Linked DNA regions of Mus musculus: all the other regions are linked to region 7. The links are chromatin contacts, called in public promoter capture Hi-C maps. All regions are on one chromosome and are shown on one strand. Each heading gives the region's core, a stretch centred on a gene start, on an enhancer-like site or on the middle of the called end of the contact. The rest is flanking DNA. Distances are from core to core; before and after follow the strand shown.

What was found. Promoter capture Hi-C pulls out the DNA fragments that hold promoters and counts their contacts.
Region 1: a promoter capture Hi-C map of liver shows a contact between it and region 7, with 4 times the contacts expected there. The contact joins the promoter of Coq10a here to the promoter of Ddit3 in region 7. A contact is called at or near these places in 17 of 39 promoter capture datasets (the 3T3-L1 cell line, the C10 cell line, the SN4741 cell line and 11 more), 4 of 484 Hi-C or Micro-C datasets (B cells, Th1 cells, embryonic stem cells and 1 more), 6 of 115 datasets of contacts at active chromatin or transcription factors (astrocytes, embryonic forebrain, embryonic stem cells and 2 more) and 3 of 9 other capture datasets (adipose tissue, liver and macrophages).
Region 2: a promoter capture Hi-C map of liver shows a contact between it and region 7, with 5 times the contacts expected there. The contact joins the promoter of Rnf41 here to the promoter of Ddit3 in region 7. A contact is called at or near these places in 15 of 39 promoter capture datasets (the 3T3-L1 cell line, the C10 cell line, the HPC-7 cell line and 10 more), 5 of 115 datasets of contacts at active chromatin or transcription factors (astrocytes, embryonic stem cells, fibro-adipogenic progenitors and 2 more) and 2 of 9 other capture datasets (adipose tissue and macrophages).
Region 3: a contact with region 7 is called in a promoter capture Hi-C map of liver, with 5 times the contacts expected there. The contact joins the promoter of Myl6 here to the promoter of Ddit3 in region 7. A contact is called at or near these places in 20 of 39 promoter capture datasets (the 3T3-L1 cell line, 3T3-L1-derived adipocytes, the C10 cell line and 13 more), 5 of 484 Hi-C or Micro-C datasets (B cells, CD8 T cells, embryonic stem cells and 2 more), 8 of 115 datasets of contacts at active chromatin or transcription factors (Th17 cells, astrocytes, embryonic forebrain and 4 more) and 4 of 9 other capture datasets (adipose tissue, embryonic stem cells, macrophages and 1 more).
Region 4: a promoter capture Hi-C map of liver shows a contact between it and region 7, with 7 times the contacts expected there. The contact joins the promoter of Smarcc2 here to the promoter of Ddit3 in region 7. A contact is called at or near these places in 9 of 39 promoter capture datasets (the 3T3-L1 cell line, the C10 cell line, the SN4741 cell line and 5 more), 5 of 115 datasets of contacts at active chromatin or transcription factors (astrocytes, cardiomyocytes, microglia and 2 more) and 1 of 9 other capture datasets (liver).
Region 5: a promoter capture Hi-C map of liver shows a contact between it and region 7, with 4 times the contacts expected there. The contact joins the promoter of Cs here to the promoter of Ddit3 in region 7. A contact is called at or near these places in 20 of 39 promoter capture datasets (the 3T3-L1 cell line, the HPC-7 cell line, the SN4741 cell line and 12 more), 8 of 115 datasets of contacts at active chromatin or transcription factors (Th17 cells, embryonic forebrain, embryonic stem cells and 3 more) and 3 of 9 other capture datasets (adipose tissue, liver and macrophages).
Region 6: a promoter capture Hi-C map of pre-B cells shows a contact between it and region 7, with 4 times the contacts expected there. The contact joins the promoter of Pan2 here to the promoter of Ddit3 in region 7. A contact is called at or near these places in 11 of 39 promoter capture datasets (the 3T3-L1 cell line, the C10 cell line, the HPC-7 cell line and 7 more), 1 of 484 Hi-C or Micro-C datasets (B cells), 10 of 115 datasets of contacts at active chromatin or transcription factors (acute myeloid leukemia, astrocytes, differentiating embryonic stem cells and 4 more) and 1 of 9 other capture datasets (liver).

The regions. Positions count from the first base shown.
Region 1 is chr10:128,367,730-128,370,429 of GRCm38.p6, forward strand. It overlaps Coq10a (coenzyme Q10A), which reads right to left and starts at 1,251. Exons shown (of 5, transcript NM_001374700.1): 1 at 969-1,251; 2 at 278-424. The coding sequence starts at 1,108.
Region 2 is chr10:128,410,228-128,412,927 of GRCm38.p6, forward strand. Rnf41 (ring finger protein 41) reads left to right here and starts at 1,389. Exons shown (of 7, transcript NM_001164237.1): 1 at 1,389-1,598. It also overlaps a transcript of Nabp2 not described here.
Region 3 is chr10:128,492,543-128,495,371 of GRCm38.p6, forward strand. It overlaps Myl6 (myosin, light polypeptide 6, alkali, smooth muscle and non-muscle), which reads right to left and starts at 1,344. Exons shown (of 7, transcript NM_001317218.1): 1 at 1,267-1,344; 2 at 997-1,024; 3 at 60-203. The coding sequence starts at 1,269. It overlaps Myl6b (myosin, light polypeptide 6B), which reads right to left. Exons shown (of 7, transcript NM_172259.1): 5 at 2,512-2,685; 6 at 2,048-2,125; 7 at 1,615-1,941. The coding sequence ends at 1,913.
Region 4 is chr10:128,457,941-128,460,640 of GRCm38.p6, forward strand. It overlaps Smarcc2 (SWI/SNF related, matrix associated, actin dependent regulator of chromatin, subfamily c, member 2), which reads left to right and starts at 1,375. Exons shown (of 29, transcript NM_001372395.1): 1 at 1,375-1,497. The coding sequence starts at 1,387. n-TScga2 (a tRNA gene) reads right to left here and starts at 605; the gene lies at 524-605. It overlaps Mir8105 (microRNA 8105), which reads left to right and starts at 740; the gene lies at 740-828.
Region 5 is chr10:128,336,347-128,339,046 of GRCm38.p6, forward strand. It overlaps Cs (citrate synthase), which reads left to right and starts at 1,381. Exons shown (of 11, transcript NM_026444.4): 1 at 1,381-1,613. The coding sequence starts at 1,572. It overlaps Gm51822 (a long non-coding RNA gene), which reads right to left. Exons shown (of 2, transcript XR_003949053.1): 2 at 793-2,700.
Region 6 is chr10:128,302,068-128,304,767 of GRCm38.p6, forward strand. Pan2 (PAN2 poly(A) specific ribonuclease subunit) reads left to right here and starts at 1,268. Exons shown (of 26, transcript NM_133992.3): 1 at 1,268-1,404; 2 at 2,028-2,426. The coding sequence starts at 2,145.
Region 7 is chr10:127,289,410-127,292,109 of GRCm38.p6, forward strand. Ddit3 (DNA-damage inducible transcript 3) reads left to right here and starts at 1,384. Exons shown (of 4, transcript NM_007837.4): 1 at 1,384-1,482. It also overlaps a transcript of Mbd6 not described here.

The DNA.
Region 1 (2,700 bases), core at 1-2,500, 1.1 Mb after region 7:
TCAAAATGTGTGTGTGTGAGATACCTATGATGCAGCTCTGGCTATGTAGTCCGTGGAAGCTTCAAGCTTAGATTACAGGCTGTACTACCTAGTCGGTTACCTTTCTATGATGTAACACAATTCTAGACTAATACACGTGCAGAACAACTAAGGTGGGAAATTTAGGTTGAAAGGCTGGCAGCGAAAACGTTGCTGGGGAGACAAGTGGCCCAATATGAATCTTACCCACTACTGGTACATGGTTATTTATTTGAAGGGGAAAAAAAGGAATGCTCACCCCATGATCCTACGCTCCGAGTAAGCCTTTCGCTTGTTGGTAAAGGGGGCAGCAAAGCCCATGAAGGAACGACTATGAGGTAGGCCAGCCTCCGCTGCCAAGGCCTGGGCAGCGCGAGGCAAGAAGAGATTACAGGAAATCAGAAACCTAGCGCCAAAAAGAAAGGAGAGGCAGCGTCACGATTCTTTTTTTGTATTCAACCACTTCAGGTGAAGGGGAAGAGGGATGCATCACAGAGGAAGGTCGTTGGTTCGGGCAAGCTTTTCTGCCCCTAGCACCTGCTGCAGCTAGCTGGGCTGGCTGGCCAGGCAGTCACGAGTGCGAAAGGTCGAGGGCGGCTGAGGACAGGGCCAGGGGTGGGGATGGGAAAAAGAAGGGCACGTCCTAAGTGCCAGCTGCCTTTGAGGCAACACTACTGCTGCAAGCAAACTGAAGCATCTCTGACGCCAGGGTCAGGCCAGGCACATCAAAGCCAGAACGCCGGCGAAGGCCAAGAAGTGGCTGGCACGCACCCGCCCCGAGCATCTAGCTTGTACGCGTATCTCCAGAACTCCATTCGAACTCCCAGGGCACCACCAATGCCAGCCCTTCTCCGGCCTGCCGTCTAAGGGCTGCCACCCTCCACCGCTGAACTTCGGGGTGCCGGGCGACCCCCTCCGGTCCTGCGCGGACGTCTGTGCCTGCCTCTCACCTCATTGGACGCGGCGGCCGCGGAGGGCCCGGGGGCGGGGTCGGGACGGAGCGCGCGCCCCGGCAGAGCGAGAAGCCGCAGCAGCTCCGGGCGGCCGCGCGCGTCGGGGCCGGGAGCCTCCGCGCGCCCGCAGAGGCCATGCGCGCGCCCCTGCCTGGCACTCCCGGCGGCGGCGAGCTGTAGGGGAGGCCGGGCAGGAAGGGCGGCGCGAGCTCCGGCTGCCTTCGCCCTGCTCCGGCCCGCGCGCCGGATAGGCTGTCACTGAAGCGGTGACCGCAGCTCTGGGTCCCCTCACGTCACGCCGTTGCCAGGGATCGGGAGGAGGGAGCGCGAGGAAGGAAGGGACAACGCTGCCTGTCGGGAGATGTAGTTTCTTTGACACCTCTGGCGTGAAAGAAAGGGCGCTGGGTGCGTGTCGGAGGAGCTGCAGAGATGGCTCGGGGGAGCGAGATCGCCTGGCACAAACTACTTGGCGAGTCTGTGGTCACAGGACCTGATACGTAGACGCAGAGGCGACGTCGTGGGCGTGTCAACGGCAGATGGCTGTCGATGTCCAGAGGAACGTTTCTCAGAGCCCTTTAGAAGGAGAGGCTCTTTTCATCCTACTGGCCTTTGCAGTGCCTGCTGCCGGTTTATGTCTTTGGAAAAGGATATTAACTTTGCAAGTTCTGGGCTGACTTGTATAATCTCTCCTAGATCTACACGCCCTTCCCCCTTCCTCCCCTTCTCGTTATTCGAGACAAGACAATTCAGGCCTTGAATTTGCAGTGCTCCTTCATGAACGTCCCTAGGAGCAGAATTTCCTCCCTAATATTTATGGAAAGAAGTCTGAGGCAGAAGCAGGAGGGTTGCCACGAGTTCCAGGCCAGCCTGGGCTACCTACCCAGTTTTAGAGTAGCCAGCTCTAAACAAGAAGCAAGCCCTACTGTCAGACCAAACCAAACATAAGACATGGTTTGTTTGTTCTTTGAGACGCCCTCGCTATATAAGCTTGGTTGCCCTGGAACTCTTGGATATCGTCCTGACTCTTAGCTGCTGAGATTACAGACATGCATGCTCTCCAGGAGGGCTTTGGGGTGTCATGATCTTGCTCTGTAACCTGCACTGACCTTGAACTCATATGCACCTTCTTGCTGCCACTTCCCAGTTGCTGGAATTACAGGTGTGAGCTACTACTAGCCAAAATTTACTTTTAGAAAAAAGCACCATCACTGTCGGGGAAAAATGTGTACTCAATGGAGGACGAGACATCACAGGCAGAAAGCCCAAAGGTGAATACTACGTCCCAGGATTCAAGGAAAAAACAAGCGCTCTTGGGAAAAGTATGACCAAAGGAAAAAGAGAGAAGAGAAATAAACTACAAATTAGAAAGAGATTAGCCTAGACGGGTGCAAGAGCAAGCAAAATTCTCCCGACTGTCACAGAGCAAGCTCTGCTTTCCCTACGCTGGGTTAAAGCTCCCCACATTGATTCGAGCTTTGCCTGACAAAGGAAATGTGCTGGCAGGAAGAAGACAGGCAATCAAAGCTACATTGTGATACAAGTCAAATGCTTTACACAAATAAGGTCATAGACTCAGAGTCAAGACGAGGCTAGCCAGATGGCTCAGTGGGTAGGGGTGCTTGCCACCCAGTTTGCTCTGAATTCAATCCTCAGGACTCCCCCCCCCCCCCCCGCCCCCATGGAGAGAACCAGCTAAACACACATCACACAACACACATGTGCGTCTCCC
Region 2 (2,700 bases), core at 139-2,638, 1.1 Mb after region 7:
GAGGGAAGGAGTTTGAGACAGGGTTTCTCTGTGTAGCCCTGGCTGTCCTGGAACTCACTCTGTAGACCAGCCTGGCCTCCAACTTAAAAATCCACCTGCCTCTGCCTCCCAAGTACTGGGATAAAGGCGTGCGCCACCACTGCCCATTTTACACATGAAAATGGAAAGTTAGTTAAAAGCCAGTACCTTGGACATGGCAGGAGCTTACACATCATCTTTAATGTACCGAACGGTTCGGCTCAGGGCTCTGGGACAAGCAGCATTTTCGCCATAGAAAGATAATACGCAGATTCACTCTCCTTTGAAAGACGTTGAACCCGGAACATAAAAAGCAAGCCTCAAGCCAGGTGGACACTGGGGAGGCAAGAGGTAGGCGGATCTCTTGAGTTTAAGGCCAGCCTATCCTACATAGTGAATTCCAGGACAGCCAGGGCAACAAAGAGAAACCCTGACTAGGGGAGAGGGAGGGGAGGGAAGCAAGTTTGACTTGGTTCACAAAGGCACATCCGATTCCTGTTTCCTTATTTTATTGTATCTCAGAGACACCTAGAAGCTTAAGTTTCCTCTGGTACTCGTCATATTGTCTTCAAAGGAAGCAGCTAGCTCTGTATTCTCACGAATAAGCTAGTTACATATGTACTAATGTGAATTGCCCTTTAAAAAAGAGAGTATCTACAACAAATACTATTTGACACCAGATTAGCCTAAGAGGTAATGTAATTGCATTCCTTGTCTTGCTTCCCCGCTTACCTAACACAGAGCGCTTTAAACTCCACCACGACTCTCCTCGGGTTCTCTCCCACCCATTTCCCCTAACCACAGTGTTGCAGCCTTAGGAAATCAAATCCATTAATGTTTCGGGCGGTCTGAGTTTTTGAAGAGCCATCAGGAATACTACAAGAGTGTGTGGCTGGGAGGTGGACGACCCCTGCAGCACCCTAGATCAAAGCTTTGCGGTGAGACACTCCCTCCCTCTCCATCCTGCGGCCTCCTAAGTTAACAGCAGCATCCATCCCCATGACTGTGAGTCACAGGTCGGGAGGCTCCGGGATGCTGACCACAGCTCTGGAAACTGAAGGGCTGGGAGGACAGCAGGCCACGCTGCAGACCAGCTGCCCCGCGGCGACCTCGTCCCAGCGCTGCACCAGGTCTGGCACCCGAGCCGTGCACCACCCAGCACCAAGTAACTCTGCAAGGCGGGACACCCAGGGTCGCCCCGGAGCTTCACACCTGAAGCACATAGAGCCCTCCCTCCCAAAAGGCTACACTGTCCGTCCTAAGAACTTCCGGCCCAGAGCGGAGGCCCAGCTAGCCCCCGCCTCTCATAGGCCGCTCGCAAGGAGCATCCAGGCGCCGCCGAGTTAAATAGAGAGGCGGGGCTTGGTGACGAGCTTCCGCCCCGTTGCGTAGCAGCAGTGGGCGTGGCTAAGGGCTAACCCGAGACAGCGAGGAGTGGTCGGAACCTTCTTCCCCATCCTTACCTTCCCCTTCCCCTACGGGGAAAGGCTGAGACCGGGCACACAGTGTGCTACGCGGCCGCCGTGTCCTCAGCTGCAGCCAGGCCCCGCGTCCGGAGAAACCAGGCTGCGTTCCGGGTGGTGCGTAATGCGCCTGGGCGAGCTTCTAACCCTGGGGGGTTGGGGGGGAGAGGGGGCGAGGTCCCTGTGGATTGGTGCCTGGGTCCGAAGTGCTGGGGGTAGGGAGGAAGGGTGGAGAGGAGGAGGAAAATGGAGGAAGGGAGCTCAGCTGGGAGGAGTCGGGAGGTGAGCTAGCTGGGGGCTCTGGAGCTTTGGAAGATCCTCTGGAGTAGGGAGAGCCTCGGGAAGTGCGGGAGTGGCCTTGGGCCAGCCTGAGGACCCGGGAGGAGCTGATTGCTGGGGCTGAGGGACAACATGGAGTTTAAATGGCAATGATTGACAGGCCTGGAGGCGAAGGGAACGTTCTGGGGGCTAGCCTTGGCAGGGACCGCGGAACCCAAACCTCCGCCCTCCAAGCGCCATAGCTTGGCTTCTTTCCCATGCCTTGTCTTTGGCAGCCTTGTCTTTCTCTTTTATTCCTTCGCCGCTTCTCTCCCCTCCCGCCTCTCCGTGGAGGACTCTTACATTCCTTACATCTTTGACCCTGAATGATTTGCAGCCCCGCTCTCTGATACGCACGATCCATCCACTCGTTTAATACACTGGAAAGCCCACCCCAGTCCAGGAGGCAGGGCATTTGTGGGGTAGAGAGTGAGGGGGGGTGGGAGTAGGGGCAGGAGAAAGACCTGAAAAAGCAGGATGAGGGTGTTTTGGATTGGTACACTAACTTCATTTCATGAAACTTCATTTCAACTGGTAGCAAATGTGATGGTTACCAAGGCCACTGTTCTTGGGAGATTGACCTATGAGAATCTTGGCAGCTACTTCTTATACAGTAGTTTTAACTACTGTAGCAGGATGGGTGGCTACTAGTGTTCCCCCAAGAAAGAGTGGGATTGGATAGTGCCAAGGGAGGGTGAGGGGTGCATTTGTTATGCAGTGTCTTCAGTAAACCTTGTGGCAGGGCCTACTTCCCAGTGATTGAAAAGAAGGAACAAGCATTTTCAAGCATTTCCTCTGGTTCTCACTGTGAGTTTATTTTGCCATTCTGTTGCAACAAGTAATACAGCAGTCTTACACGTGCACTCAGAGTTTATCTCATTTGATTTGCAGGACAATAGGT
Region 3 (2,829 bases), core at 94-2,593, 1.2 Mb after region 7:
GATAAAGGGATGACTTTAGCTGAACAACCATGAACCCACTACATTCTTGAAATGCTCACCATCACTCTTGGGGTTCCCTAGGACCTTGAGCACCTCGGCGTTGGTAGGGTTCTGGCCCAGGGCCCGCATCACATCCCCACACTGGCTGTACAGGATCTTGCCATCACCTGTTCGGTCAAACAGCTGGAAAGCCTCCTTGAATTCTGAGGATTCAGAAGAACGGCAGCACCAGGGATTAGCCCCGTGCTTGCTGCACAGCTCTGCTGCCAATTCAACTTAAGTCATGCTGCAGAAACCAGATATCTTGTCCTCCTCTATACACAAGACTACTCCTAGGGATCTATTTCTATCAACTCAAATGCCCCACATAAAGACAGGCAACCTTCTTTCCCTTACCTTAAGGTGGTAGCCATCTGTTTACACACCCCCTGAGCTGCGGCAGGCTAGGCTCTCCACCACTACTATACAACTCCGCAGGAATCTGCCACCGCCCAGGCTAGGTCCTGCCCATATAAGGAAGTAAGAGCCTGGACTCTAGCCTCCCACTCCCACCCTTCCCCTCCGGGAGACCTTCCAAGAGGTGAAGCCACATCCTTAGCAAACTCTCCAGTGCCCATCTTAACAAAATATCAAGGCACTGCCCTCTACAGTACTCAGAATCCAAGCTTAAGGAGGGGACAGTTATCAGAGGAGAGGCAAAAAAAGAAGCAGCAAACCACAAGCGTAATAGACCCGACACATAACAGGCACTAGTCAAATTGTTTCACACACCCACACCACCTAAAACTCACCCAGCGCTTGGGGCTCAGATCTGGAGTGGAAGGGGAAGGAAGAAAGAATGAGAAAAGAAAATGGAGGATCTAGAGCAGAAGGAAATCCACGGGGCACTCTCCTGGGAGCGCTGGAGGTGACAGGTTGGGATCAGAAGATAGATGCTAAAGGAAGGGGGTCCCTCTCGGTAAGGATGACCTGAGCTGCGGGTCAGAGACTGCCTACCTGCGGTCTGGTCCTCGGTGAAGTCACACTGCTCGGAGAAGAAGGGATTGGTCAGTTACCTGAGGTCCAACCCCGCAAGCTTCTATCCCGGCTTTACAAACTCCTGTTTGAAGCCGAGGATTCGCTTCCCAGGGCAAAGCCCTAGACATTCCAATCCCACAGCCAACCTTCCAAAACCTGGGCGTGCCCACGTCCACTGCTTTCTCTACTCCCACCCGCGGTCCTCTCCTTGCCCCAAATCCCCCTGATCTCCCGATTCCCAGGGCCCACCATCTTGGCTGCTGAGCTCTGCTGGACCTTTTCCGGCAGTAATGGCTCCGACGCCCTACCCAACCCCAGCCTTAGTACGTCCCATGGCGCATGACGTCACCCTCCGCCGTTTCATCCAATAGGCACGCTAGTCTGGGCTCATGCAGATGACATCACTACATTATTAATGAGGTGGGGGGGGGGCGCCCTACCTCGGCTCAGGAATCTAGCAGGGGGGCCTGGGTTGGGACTCTCGGAAACCTTTCTTCCGAGCTGCACCAAGAGCAGAGGATTTGGGCTTTTGCAGAAGAGAGGACTACCCGCTCCCGTCCTTCCTCTTTCTCAAAAGAAAACTGTCGGAAACCGAAGCAGGAACCATGTTTTTATTTCAAAACTGTAAGTGCCCCCTAGTGGCAGGAACGCGCTTCTGGCCGCACAGGAGGTGGGGCAAGTTTCCGTCGCTGCAGGTTCTACGTGGGGTGGGAGTCGGGGCTGGGGTGGGGTGGGGGTGGGAGGGGGTGGGGGGTGGGGAAGGAAATAGTCCAGCCCTGGCGGCTGCGCTACGGACGGGCGCGGAGACGCACTGCCTGCGCTTCTATCTGGTGGATCGAGGACCCTTGCCTCTCAAGCGGATACCAGGGGCTGGCTGGAGGGCCACCTGCGGAGCTCAGAGGCTTAGGATATGCTTCAGGAAGGCTGCACGAAAGGAGACGAGAGGACTTGAGAAACTGACCTTCGGGTAACTGAGGGTACTCCCACCCCCCTCAAGTCTCCTTACTCCCTGGCCATCCTGCCCCCTCACCCTCATAGTTGATGCAGCCGTTGCTGTCCTCGTGGCCTGCCAGAACAGTCTCTACCTCTTCCTCAGTCATCTTCTCTCCTGAACCCAAAAACAGTTAGAGTCCCCCGCCTTCCCTGCCTCACCAGCCCAAGACATTCTCAGGGTGGTTCATCCTCCCACCCTTGCCCTTTTTCATATCAACGGTGCCTTGGAGCAGGTGAAAGCTTTGACTTGACAGCGAAACAAGCTGCCGGGGTTGAGACTTGCATGGAATCAACACAATTGTGGCTTGCAAAGGGGGACATTGCATTCCCTGCCCTTGGCTCATAGCTGGACACTTTAGCCTCTAGGTGATCTGTCTCCACAATGCTGGCCCTCTTGAGTCTCCTGCCCATAACTGCAGGACCATAAACCCATTCTAGGCTCTACTTAGCTCTTCCAGGACCCCCCACTTCTCCACCCCACAGCTCTGGGCCCTGCCTCACCGAGAGTGGTAAGAACATGTCTGAGCTCTGCACCCATGACCTTGCCGTTGCCCTCTTTGTCAAACACACGAAGCCCCTCTAGGTAGTCCTCATATGTGCCTTGGTCCCGGTTCTTGGCCACTGCCTGCAGCATGGGCAGGAACGTCTCAAAGTCTACACGTCGGGACTTCAGCTCTGGCAATTAGATAGAGATGAGAGAGATCAACTGAGGTGTGGGATCCAGTGCAATTAGATAGAGATGAGAGAGATCAACTGAGGTGTGGGATCCAGTGCCATCCAACCCTACTATTGTGACTTTCATCCCTTTCAGCATTCAGG
Region 4 (2,700 bases), core at 125-2,624, 1.2 Mb after region 7:
CTTACCTATCGAACAAATTGAACCCCTGGATTCAGTTCCGAGCCGCAAAGGATCCTGGCATGCTCAGGCACACCTGTAACTCCTAGTACTTGAGAGGTAGAGGCAGGAGGATCAGAAATTTAAAGTCATTCTTGGCTGCAAGGCAAGTTCAAGGGCAGCCTGTGCACATGAGTCCCTGTCTAAATTAAAAAGAAAAATCCAAATGAGAAACGCTTGTTTCTGTGTCTCCAGTCACCAGACTTCAAGGCTCCACTTTTGGTCACAAACTCCAAAGATGCCCTGTTTAGAAATCTTAGGTTTGACTAGCTTTCCCAAACAAAACGACTACTCTTCATTGTTATGAAATGTTACAGAATTCTCAAAAATATCTCAAAGTGCCTGGTATCCTAACAGCGAATACAGCGATGCCCAATTTGGTTTGTATGTCACCCTGGTCTAACCTAAAGGAGTAGTGCTGCCTTTTCACTTTCAACCACTCAACTACTGGTTAATAGGAGGGGGGAAAAAAAATACGAAAAACTGCCGTCACGAACAGGATTCGAACCTGTGCGGGGAAACCCCATTGGATTTCGAGTCCAACGCCTTAACCACTCGGCCACCGTGACTCCCAAAACTATGGTTGGCCGCGCGCTTACAGAAAGGGTCCGCACGGGTGACTGGGTGCGAGCGGACCGGTGCAGGGTCGCGGCCCGAGGCTCGTACCCAGAGCCGCTCCCTCCCTCGCACCTTCGCGCCACAATGCTTGAACCTGGGTCGAAGAATCGGGGCTCGCCAGCCGACTCCTAAAGCGGAGGCGACTGGCGAGACCCGAAGATCAGAGGGAGGAGACCCCTCACCTGACCCCCCCGGGTAGCACCAGGGGTGCTGGGTGCACCGGGACGAGGAGCGTCAGGGACACTCGTGGGTTGAAACAGGAATGGTTGGAAGGAACTTATTGGAGCGAAAGAGTTCCACGGGAACGTACGTGCCGGGGGCCACTCGGGGTTACGGGGCGGAGCTGCAGACCCGGGGCTCCCGGCTTCCCCGTGGAGTGGAACAGTAAGCCCCACTGCCGCTGCGAGACCAAGTCGGGGAGGGCTCCGCTGTCCTACAGCCGCGTCCTGCGAGACCCGGGGAAGCAGCCGGGCTGCCGCTGCGGGGAAGTCCGCCGAGCGCGCTCGGGCTCGCCCGCCTCCCACCGCCGCTGCTGCCGGGGTGTCCGCCGAGCGCGCTCGGGCTCGCCCGCCACCGCTACGCAGGGCCGCCGGCAGGGGGCGCTCCGCCGGCCGGGGCCCAGGCGGCGGGAGGCGGCGGTCGTGGCGGCGGGAGGCGGCGGGAGGCGGGCGGAGGAGGAGGCGGGAGCTGAGCTGAGCGGGGCGGGCGGCGGCGGGGCCCGAGCCCGAGAAGATGGCGGTGCGGAAGAAGGACGGCGGCCCCAACGTGAAGTACTACGAGGCCGCGGACACCGTGACCCAGTTCGACAACGTGCGGCTCTGGCTCGGCAAGAACTACAAGAAGGTACGCGGGCAGCGCCGCGCGGGGACAAAGGGCCCCTGGCCGCCGCTCCCGGGGCCGGCCCACCCTGCGGCGGCCGCCGCGCCCCTCCCCGAGGCCTCCCCGCGCCTCCCGCCCGCCCGCCCGCGCCCCTCCCCCACCCCTCCCCCACCGTGCCCTCTGCCCCGGTGCAGCGCAGCGGCGTTGGCGGGGGCGGCGGCGGCTCCGGGCGGCGGCCCGGGCCCGGCAGCCCTCGCCCTCCAGGCTGACCGGTGCCGCCGCGCGCCTCCTCCCCTCCGGTGTGCGAGCCGCGGGGCCCCCGCCGGAGCCCCGCGCCGAGCCAGACGCCAGAGCGGCCCAGGCCTCCCCGGTGGTGCTTTGTGTACGTCCTGAGACAGATGGCAGAGCAGGAGGGTAGACGGGCGCGGAGCAGGCCGTTGAAAAGCGTCTCTACCTGGGGAAATCACCTGTCTCCCAGGGTTACCCTAGTCTCCTTCTAAAGGGCTGCAAACCTCTCAGGGGACAGGACATGGCAGTCTAGGGCAGCAGCCCCTCCAACCCTCCTTTCATAATGAAGTCCTCTGCAAGCCAGCCAGCCTGGCATTGCTTTGGGTTTGAGGTCCAGAGGCTCGGATAAGCTTCATATCGCTAGTCCCCACCCCCACCCTGTAACTGGAAATAAGGATGGGGAACAAAAGGGTTCAAGAAGCCCTATCTATCTTTTTTTTTTTTTTTAACCAATTTTTATTCTTGTGTCTTCATGGTGTCTGGGCTTTTTTTCGTTTTTCTTTTTTGTCTTCGATATGGGCTGCTTCCTCACCAACCCCGGCTAAGGGTTCTTTTCCCTTGCTTTGTTTTACAGCCCCCAACTCTTGCTACTCCAGCCTTGCAGCCAGCCTGTCAGAGTACAGTGGACAGCTTCAGAAAGCTCCACTAATTCTGGTTTGAGTTTAGCCCTGAAACCATTTGGGGTCTCTCTGTTGGGTGTCAGACTCTTGACAAACAGCTGTTGGGTCTGTGACTTGTGTGCACCCTCAGCGTGAGGCTCTGGTTCCCAGTTTTCTGCCTTTGACCTTTTAAAGGGAGATCGGTCTAGGGTCTTGGTGTGAAGCCCCGAAGGCTTTGACAGCTGTGACCTGCTTCAGCTTTCAAGTGCTTAACTCTTTGTCATTTACTTCTCCCTTCACGGATCTCTTTATACCTCCCACCGAGAGGTGCTGACTCTAA
Region 5 (2,700 bases), core at 131-2,630, 1.0 Mb after region 7:
GTGGATAATTAACTATGGGGGAAGGAACCAGGTCAGACTATTCTGGGGTTATGAGGAAACCCCATGTGAGATGCTAAATTGGGAGCCAATATTGATCAGTGAAGCTTTGAAGTCCCCGGGGAGGTGGTCTAAGGTTATTGCTTCTCAAGAGGCGCAGCTTCTCTTGATAAAGTTCTCTCATAAGAACTACCTGACTTCCAAGCTAGAACAACACTACTGGGCAGATATGAATATGTATATGAGAAAACTTGAGGAAATAGGGGTTTTCTTTCTCTTTTCCAAGTCTAAGCCACAAACTACATCCTCTATAAACAAGGACTATCTGAACTTGGCTTACATGGATACTGAGACCTCTGCACTTTGTTACTGTCATGTGGTGAGATAAAAGGATTGTACATTTGAGGCTTGGTGGTTACAGATAAGGTGCTCTGATCATTGGGTCAGCTTCTCTCCACCCTTAGGCCAATTTCACAGTAGGCACAGGAAAGTACAGAAGTTCTGAGGTGTTCTACCCCGGGGCATTTAAGAGTGATGTGTAAGATCATTAAATCCTTGTGTCATTCACTGCAATGTTTTCTGAGGGAGAAATAAGAGAGAGAGCCAAGTAGGATAAACGTCCTCGAGTCCTTTGGAAATACTGTGAATGATGGGACGAAAAGAGAGTGTCTAACACCTGATCTTGAGTGGAGAGTTGCAGCTCCTGATCCTGTGTCTGAGGTGGGCTGGCTCTATGGGGTTTTATGATATGGGGTTTTATGAAGAATGTCAGAATCATAAGGCCCAGGACCCAAAGACTGAAAGGTTCCTTCATATTAAGGGGGCTTTTGTAAGACTTAGACTCCATATAGTTCACAAACATCACTAAACATTCAGGCTTCTGGTTTTGCTCTTCTCCACATAACGGGGTCAGTATCTGTAATTTCAAGATTTCTTCTGTTCACAAATGACCATCAAGCAACTAACTCTGGCATCATAGCGGGCTTTCTGCGTGATGTCACCTCCACGGCCATGAAGTCATTAACCAAAGACATTCTTTAAGAAAGCATGCCAAGCAGGTAGAGGAAGTGCAATGGTCAGTTGCAGTGTTCAGTGACCTTCAAACGTCGCGTGCTGGAGCTTTATCTTCAGCATTCTCCGGAGAACCCGAAATGTGTTAAGGGCAAAGGGAAAAGCCAAAGAAGGAAGTTAACTGAGTTCTCAGGCACATCCTTAGACACCTACAATCCCTTTCCCACCCACTCCTAATTAGCCTAATCCGTACGGTCCAATCCTCCCCGCGATAACATCTGTCAAAGGCTCAGATCCCGCCCCTCTTCCATTTTGGGCCAATGGTCGAGGCCGGGGTGGGTCGCCGGAGGGGGGCGGGCTCAAGTTTCGGGCAGAGGGCGGGGCCTCGCCGAGGACCCTGGGCTGGGCGCCTGTGCCGGTTTGTCTACCCTTCCCCTCAGCCGCCTCCTTTCAACCTTGTCCGCCGGTTGGCGCGGTCTCCATCACAGCGGCGACCGCTCCTGTTGCAGCTGTAGCTCTCTCCCTTCGGTCCCTTCCCGCCAGGTCCCGGAGTTTCGCCCGCCATGGCTCTACTCACTGCAGCAACCCGGCTCTTGGGAGCCAAGGTGAGCTTAAAGGAGGGAGCGCGCCGTGGCGCGCGGGGTGGGGCTGAGGCGACCGCAGGGCCTCCGGCACCGGCTCTCCCTCCCACACCGGAGCGCAGCCCTCCGCGCCTTAAAGGGGCCCGACCCTGGCGAGCCGCCAACCCTTCCCAGAGCTCCTAGGCCATGTGCTGCGTGCCCTTCCGGCTAAGGTGAACGCTGCCGGCCCCGGCCTGCAGCCCCCGGCGGCCGGGAGGCCCGCCTTCTGTCATATCAAGTATCCAAGGTGCAAGCGAGGGATGCAGGGCCCTGGCTGCAAGGCCAGAGAGCAAAGATGTGGCGTGGTCCCCCGAATTAGGGAGAGAACTGTTGGAGGAGGAGTGGGGGATGTATAAATATGCTCACTTGGTCACTGGGGCTAATTTGGGCTCTGCTTTGTAGGGTGAGTCCTGTCAGGACCTGTTTCTTTCCTCACTGTAATTGAAGCCTGTAAGTGACCCCGCCGTTTTAGTTTTGTTAGGGGACTAGAGCCCCCCAGCTCCTCTTTGTCCTTGGGACTCCTGCACTTAATGTATATAGGAGGAGCTTGAATAGGGTGGGGCATTTCTGTTAAACCTGCTGATTATGTATCACATCAGGCTCTAGGTAGAACCAGAAAGGTTGTTCCTCCAAGCTACAGGCCAATAAATGAAGACAGGCGTGAGGTAGTAACACCAAGGTCACATGACTCAATTCTACTACCTACCAGGAGTACTTCCCCTTATTCCCTGGCGGCCCTTTAATTTGATGGTTTGCCTTTTGAATTCTGAAGTTCAAGTCCAAGTAGGGATAACTCTTAATTTCACGTTATCACTACTTTTTTGCTCAGCATAACTTGGGCCTTTAAACAGAGACCCAGCTATGCTGAGGGAATTTCAGCTCTAACCCAAGTGGGGACAGTCCCACAAATGACCTTGGCTTCTGTTTTAGTTTTAAAGGAACTAATAGGTTTTTCTCATCAGTAGATAGTTTGAAGCAAAGTACACCTGGAGGAAAGAAAAGACTTAGAATGGTATTAACTTTCTGTGTGAGATGCATAGTTGTCAGATGTACCACAAAACTTGTAGGGTTT
Region 6 (2,700 bases), core at 18-2,517, 1.0 Mb after region 7:
CATTCTGCCTCCTGAGTGGTGGGATTGCCATCCCACTTAGCCTGGTTTTTGTTTGTTTGAAACAGGGTCTCATGTAACCTGACTAGCCTGGGACTTGCTATATAGAAGAAGCTAACCTTGAACACTAATCCTCCTGCCTCAGGATTACTGCCATTACAAATATACCTCCACTATGCCTGGCCCAATAAATGCTTTAAAAGTTTTATTATTGGTGTTTATTATTGGTGAGAACTTTCTTCCACAGGCACCTGTTGAAAGGGATATTCACCATGTAGCCATAGCAAGCCTGGTCCTTACTATCTATGTAGCCTAGGCTGGCCTCGAATTTGTAAGGGATTCCTGCCTCTGCTTTAATAATGCAGGTATTGTAGGTATGGACCACTAGTGGCACAGGGCCTTTAAAAACAGAGATGACAGAGCTGAGTTTGGGCAACCTAAGACATCTCACAGCCTGGACCAATTCCAAAGCAGTTTAGTACACAGCCAGTACCCCCAAATATTTTAGACACGGTGACACACTCTCACAGGAGAGGGAGAGGCAGTAGGATCTCTTAGTTGGAGATTAATCAAGAACCCCTCAGAATAGCTACAGCTCAGTTGACTCAGTTTACTGTTTATCTCTCTCTTGGGGTCAATGTCCAGCTCCACGGTCTAGGGGAATTTTGACAGTCTAGGAGACTTGTTTCTTGGGAAAATTAGGGGACCTCTGGGGACGACACAAACATTGATGGGAATTTCAGATGGATGCCTCTAGAAATAGAGAAAAGGTGGCCACTTGGGCCACACTAGAAGTCAGGCTCCCGCTTCCTTTTTCTTCCCCACATCTAGAAGTCATAGGAAATGCCAGTGAGTTTCGGGGGTACAGGGTCAGAGGTATTGGAATGGCTCACAGGCACAGCAAGATGAAGGTCTATACGCCGGGAATGATGAAGGCCACGCTGGGAATACCCACCGGGCGAGTCCCAGTGCTTAGCCTCTGGCGCCCCTTTAGTCTAGTTCTTATTCAGGGAGCGTAAAAGCTTGGCTTCAAAGTCTAAAGTTAATTTTGCTTAACAAAGCCTGAGAGCGAAGGGATTACTTTTCGTAACACCAAATAGATCCGCGCCTGATTCAGTTTGTCCCCGGTGGCATTCCGTAACCTTGTTTTGGCGGAGGCTACGTCACTCTCCTTCTCAGGCGCTGCCTGTACCTGGCTTTTTCTGATTGGCTGGGATGAGCCCGTGGCCCCCGCTGATTGGAAGCGATGGCTGCCAATCCACCGTCCGTCTTGCTTGGGTTAGGTTGAGCTAGAGGCGGGGGAGTAGTAGGGAAACTGGAATTTCCCGCGGAGCTGACGGCGCTTTCTCTACCCCCTACTCGTTTGAATTCCACGCGCTCCAAAATATCCGCCATGGAGAAATCTTGGTAATGACCCATTCCCCGTAAGCATCCCAGGAACACGTCTTGACCTTTGCCCTAATCCTTCCCCTCCCGTCCCCTGCGCTGGGGGAGAATTCTGGGTAACCAGTTTCTCTGGTTCGCTCAAAGAATTCTGGGTAGCTATCCGTTTCCATTACTTCCCCCTTACCCCCGCCCCGTTTGTGGGTAACTGGCCGTTCTTGTTACCCACCCCCTGGAGAATGCTGGGTAACCACTGTAAAGGATTCTGGGAAACTGGCTTGTCTTGCCCCCTTCACCGCCCAGCCCCTTTGTCTCATGTCCAATTCTAAGAAACAAGCATTTCAGAGCTCTCCCCCGAACTCCAGCCCCTATCAAACCCGCTCCCTTCACCTTGTGGTTCAGGAGAAAGGGAAGTCAAGAGTTAGATCATTTGGTGGGCTGGCAGGGAACTTAGGAAGTTTAGAGGTGCAGAGTAAGGGACACTGTCATGCCACTCACAGTACAGCGTTGCCCTTGTCCTCTTCATGCATGCTTCCGTCTTTGCCTGGCAGTCTCATCCCCTCTGCCTACCTGATTGTCCTGTCCACATAGAAGATACTTCCAGTACCTAGGCCTATCCCTGACTGCGCTGCCTCTTTCCCTTGCAGGCCAGAATGTCCATTCTAGGTTCACTGGTGCTGTCCTCCTGAAGGCTGGGTCACTTGTCTGTAGGAAGCGTGGCAAGGGAGGGTGTGACTCCGGTCTGACCAGCGGCCACTATCGTCATGAACTTTGAGGGTCTGGATCCTGGACTGGCCGAATTTTCCCCAGCTATGCATTCTACCCTGGACCCAGTCCTGGATGCCCACCTGAATCCAAGTTTGCTACAGAATGTGGAGCTAGACCCAGAGGGAGTGGCCTTGGAGGCTCTTCCTGTCCAGGAGTCAGTGCACATAATGGAAGGTGTCTACTCTGAGTTGCACAGCGTGGTGGCTGAAGTGGGAGTGCCTGTGTCTGTCTCCCACTTTGATTTACATGAGGAGATGCTGTGGGTGGGGAGCCATGGGGTAAGAACTATACCCCTTTCTGAAGGCTGAAAGGGTGTATTAGAAATCTTTATCTGGTCTTTGCCCAAGGACAGCTCTTTGCAGGTAGTCAAAACTGAGTTGAACTGATGAGAGTTAGCTGGGTCTTTCAAACCAACAAGGGAGTGGAGAGATTAACTACATATTTAGTTTCATAAGGCATTCCACTCTGTCAGTTCTCCTATCACTACTGTGTTTTTGCGACAACATCTCTCTCTATAGTCCAGGCTGATCTAGAACTCACAGCAGTCCTCCT
Region 7 (2,700 bases), core at 134-2,633:
GTCAAGTCACATGACCTCTGCCTGTCACTGACAACCTGGTCTGTCTTTAGGCCAGGAGAGACCATCTGGTCCAACCCACCCCCCACCTCTACTAACAGAAGGGGAAATGAAGGTCTGGAGCGAAGGAGCAGTCTGGCCAAGGACCTGTCACCGTCGCACCATCCAATAGCAACCGGTCTTGGTTCAGTTTCTACTTAAACTCTGGCTTGCCCCTCTTGAGTCTACGACAGACTATGTAATAGGCCACCACATGGCCTCTGTTTTCATGGCACAAAAAAAAAAAAATACGTTTTGCAAGATGTTTTTACTTTTACTCAAGTTTTCTCCACAGAGCTGCTTTTTACCTTTATCGTTGTTTAATTTACAAATGAGTAAGGTAGAATCCTTGGACAAATTAAACTAGAATCTGTGTTTCCTCTGATGACCCAGTCCAGGGCAATCATGCGTTCAAGTGCATGCACGTCCCAGGCTCTACTGTAGGTCGTGAACTCAGACAGCTAGAGGCAGGAGGCCAGCTCCTCAGCAGGGAGTCACAGGACTCGCTATCTCGGAGAAGGAAGAGGGTGGATACTGGGCTTAGTGAAGGGCGTAAGAGCATCACACAAAGCAGGGGTGGGATGAGGAGGAGGCAGCAATCTACACTCTGTAAAGAACTTCAATCCTAGCACGTAATGGACGATTCAGAAACAAGCGTTAAAGGTGCCTCTCTGAGAGAAGCGGGTGGACTATCAAGGAACTCAGTCTTTGGGACGCATTAGAAGGCTAAAAGAGGAGGAGAGCTCTTAAAAGATTCGAGGAGATGTCAATCCAGGTGAACAAATTGGAAACTTTAAAGAGGTTCCAGAGCCCCGGTGCCCATTAGCTGGGAGGGGCCAGGGAAAATGGGAGCCTTTCATGGAGGAGTAAGTTAAAGGTGATGGGAGGTGGGCAGACAAGTTCAGGAAGGACAGCCGTTGGGGCCGTTGGACACTGGGAGCTGGCGCTCCGCCCTCTTTCCTCTCTCCCCCATAGCCCCCCTCCCGCACCTCCCACCACCATCGACGTCCCCTGCGCGTGCGCGCGCGGACACCGGTTGCCAAACATTGCATCATCCCCGCCCCCCCATCCCCTCCCTCGCCGCGCTCTCCTCCGCGCGCGCGCATGACTCACTCACCTCCTCCGCGAAGCCGCGTGACCCAAAGCCACTTCCGGGTCCGAGACAACGTAGACTCTCAAGCCAGAGGGCGCGATGGGGGTGGGGCCGTGAGACTCCTGAGTGGCGGATGTAAGGGATGAGGCGGAGCCAGTGCCAGCGTGCCGCTTTCTGATTGGTAGGCTCCTGGACCCTGCCCCCCCCCCAGGAGGGGCCGGACAGCATAAAGGATACTCGCTCTCCGCTCTTGAGGTCAGTTATCTTGAGCCTAACACGTCGATTATATCATGTTGAAGATGAGCGGGTGGCAGCGACAGAGCCAGAATAACAGCCGGAACCTGAGGAGAGAGGCGAGTACTGGCTCCGTCTAACCCTTACCTTCCCATCCTGGCCAGCATAGCTATTTTATAAAGTTGGAGACAACTGTTCTGGAGGATGTAGCCCCACCCCTTCCACTGTAAGCTTGTAGACTGGGAAGGGTGAAGGCCGGGAATCCCTGATTCAGGAATGGTGCTTACAGGCCCTCTCTTGCATTGGGCGATTGCATTCCCGTTCCCTTGTCTCGAGTTGGTCCCCACTCTGCAGAGGGACTCCGGTTGCCTTCGGGAACTTGTCTCTGTAGTGCGAACTGCGGGCCAGCTTAGGCCTGGGCAGTTCGCAGGAAAGGCGGGGCAGCAGGACACACCCCCAAAGTCGGGGACTCTGGCTGTCTCAGCCTTTTCTTCACCAGCCTCATTCCCCCCAACTCTTTCAAGCTGAAGCGCCTCAGTCAAGGGGCCAACATGGCCACGTTAGTAGCTGACTCTCAAGTTCAAGAGAACGCGAAGACTGACAGATCTTTGCGAGTGGGGGTGCTGGTGGGAGGAGCATAGATGGGTTTTTCCCTTTTCCCCAGAGGTTTCTAGGTTTCCATACAAGAGAGCAGCCTGGATCTCTTTAACTATGGGAAATTATTTGGGATCTCTCCAGGGTCTTCTGCTTCTCCCAGGGCTGATTGATCTCTGCTTCTTTCCTCAGTCCCGTCTCCTAACTAAACTGTGTAACCATTGCGTCAGGCCAGCCCACTGTTTGTCTCTGCACCCTCAGGCCTGGGGCTCCTCTGCTGATGAAAGCCAGGTCCCACACACTGGAAGACCAAGGGAGTTTTCCCTAGAGGACAACCCTGCAGAGAAACACTCAGGGCAATATTGCATCTGCAGTCCCCAGAGACAGCCAGCTCCGCTCTGCCTTTAGGCTCAGTGGGCTTAATTCTCTATAAGGGAACTTGGGGGAGGGGCTTTTTCCCCATTCATTCCTAACAAATGCCTAATAAGCACCCACTATGTACCAAGTATCTGGGGACCCAGGGTATATTAGGAGCAAAAGATAAAACTGTTCTCAATAAAACTTACATTTCAGTATAAAGCAAAAGGGAAAAAAAAAACAAAAGCAGGGCAGAATAGTTCAGGGCGGTGACTAGAGGTTGTCATCAGAAGCCAAGCCTGTGAGCCAAGCCCCGGTGTTAGAGCTTTATAGAAGGGAGAGGCTGAGCAACAGAGTTAAGATAAGCATGCCATGCCGGTATCTTT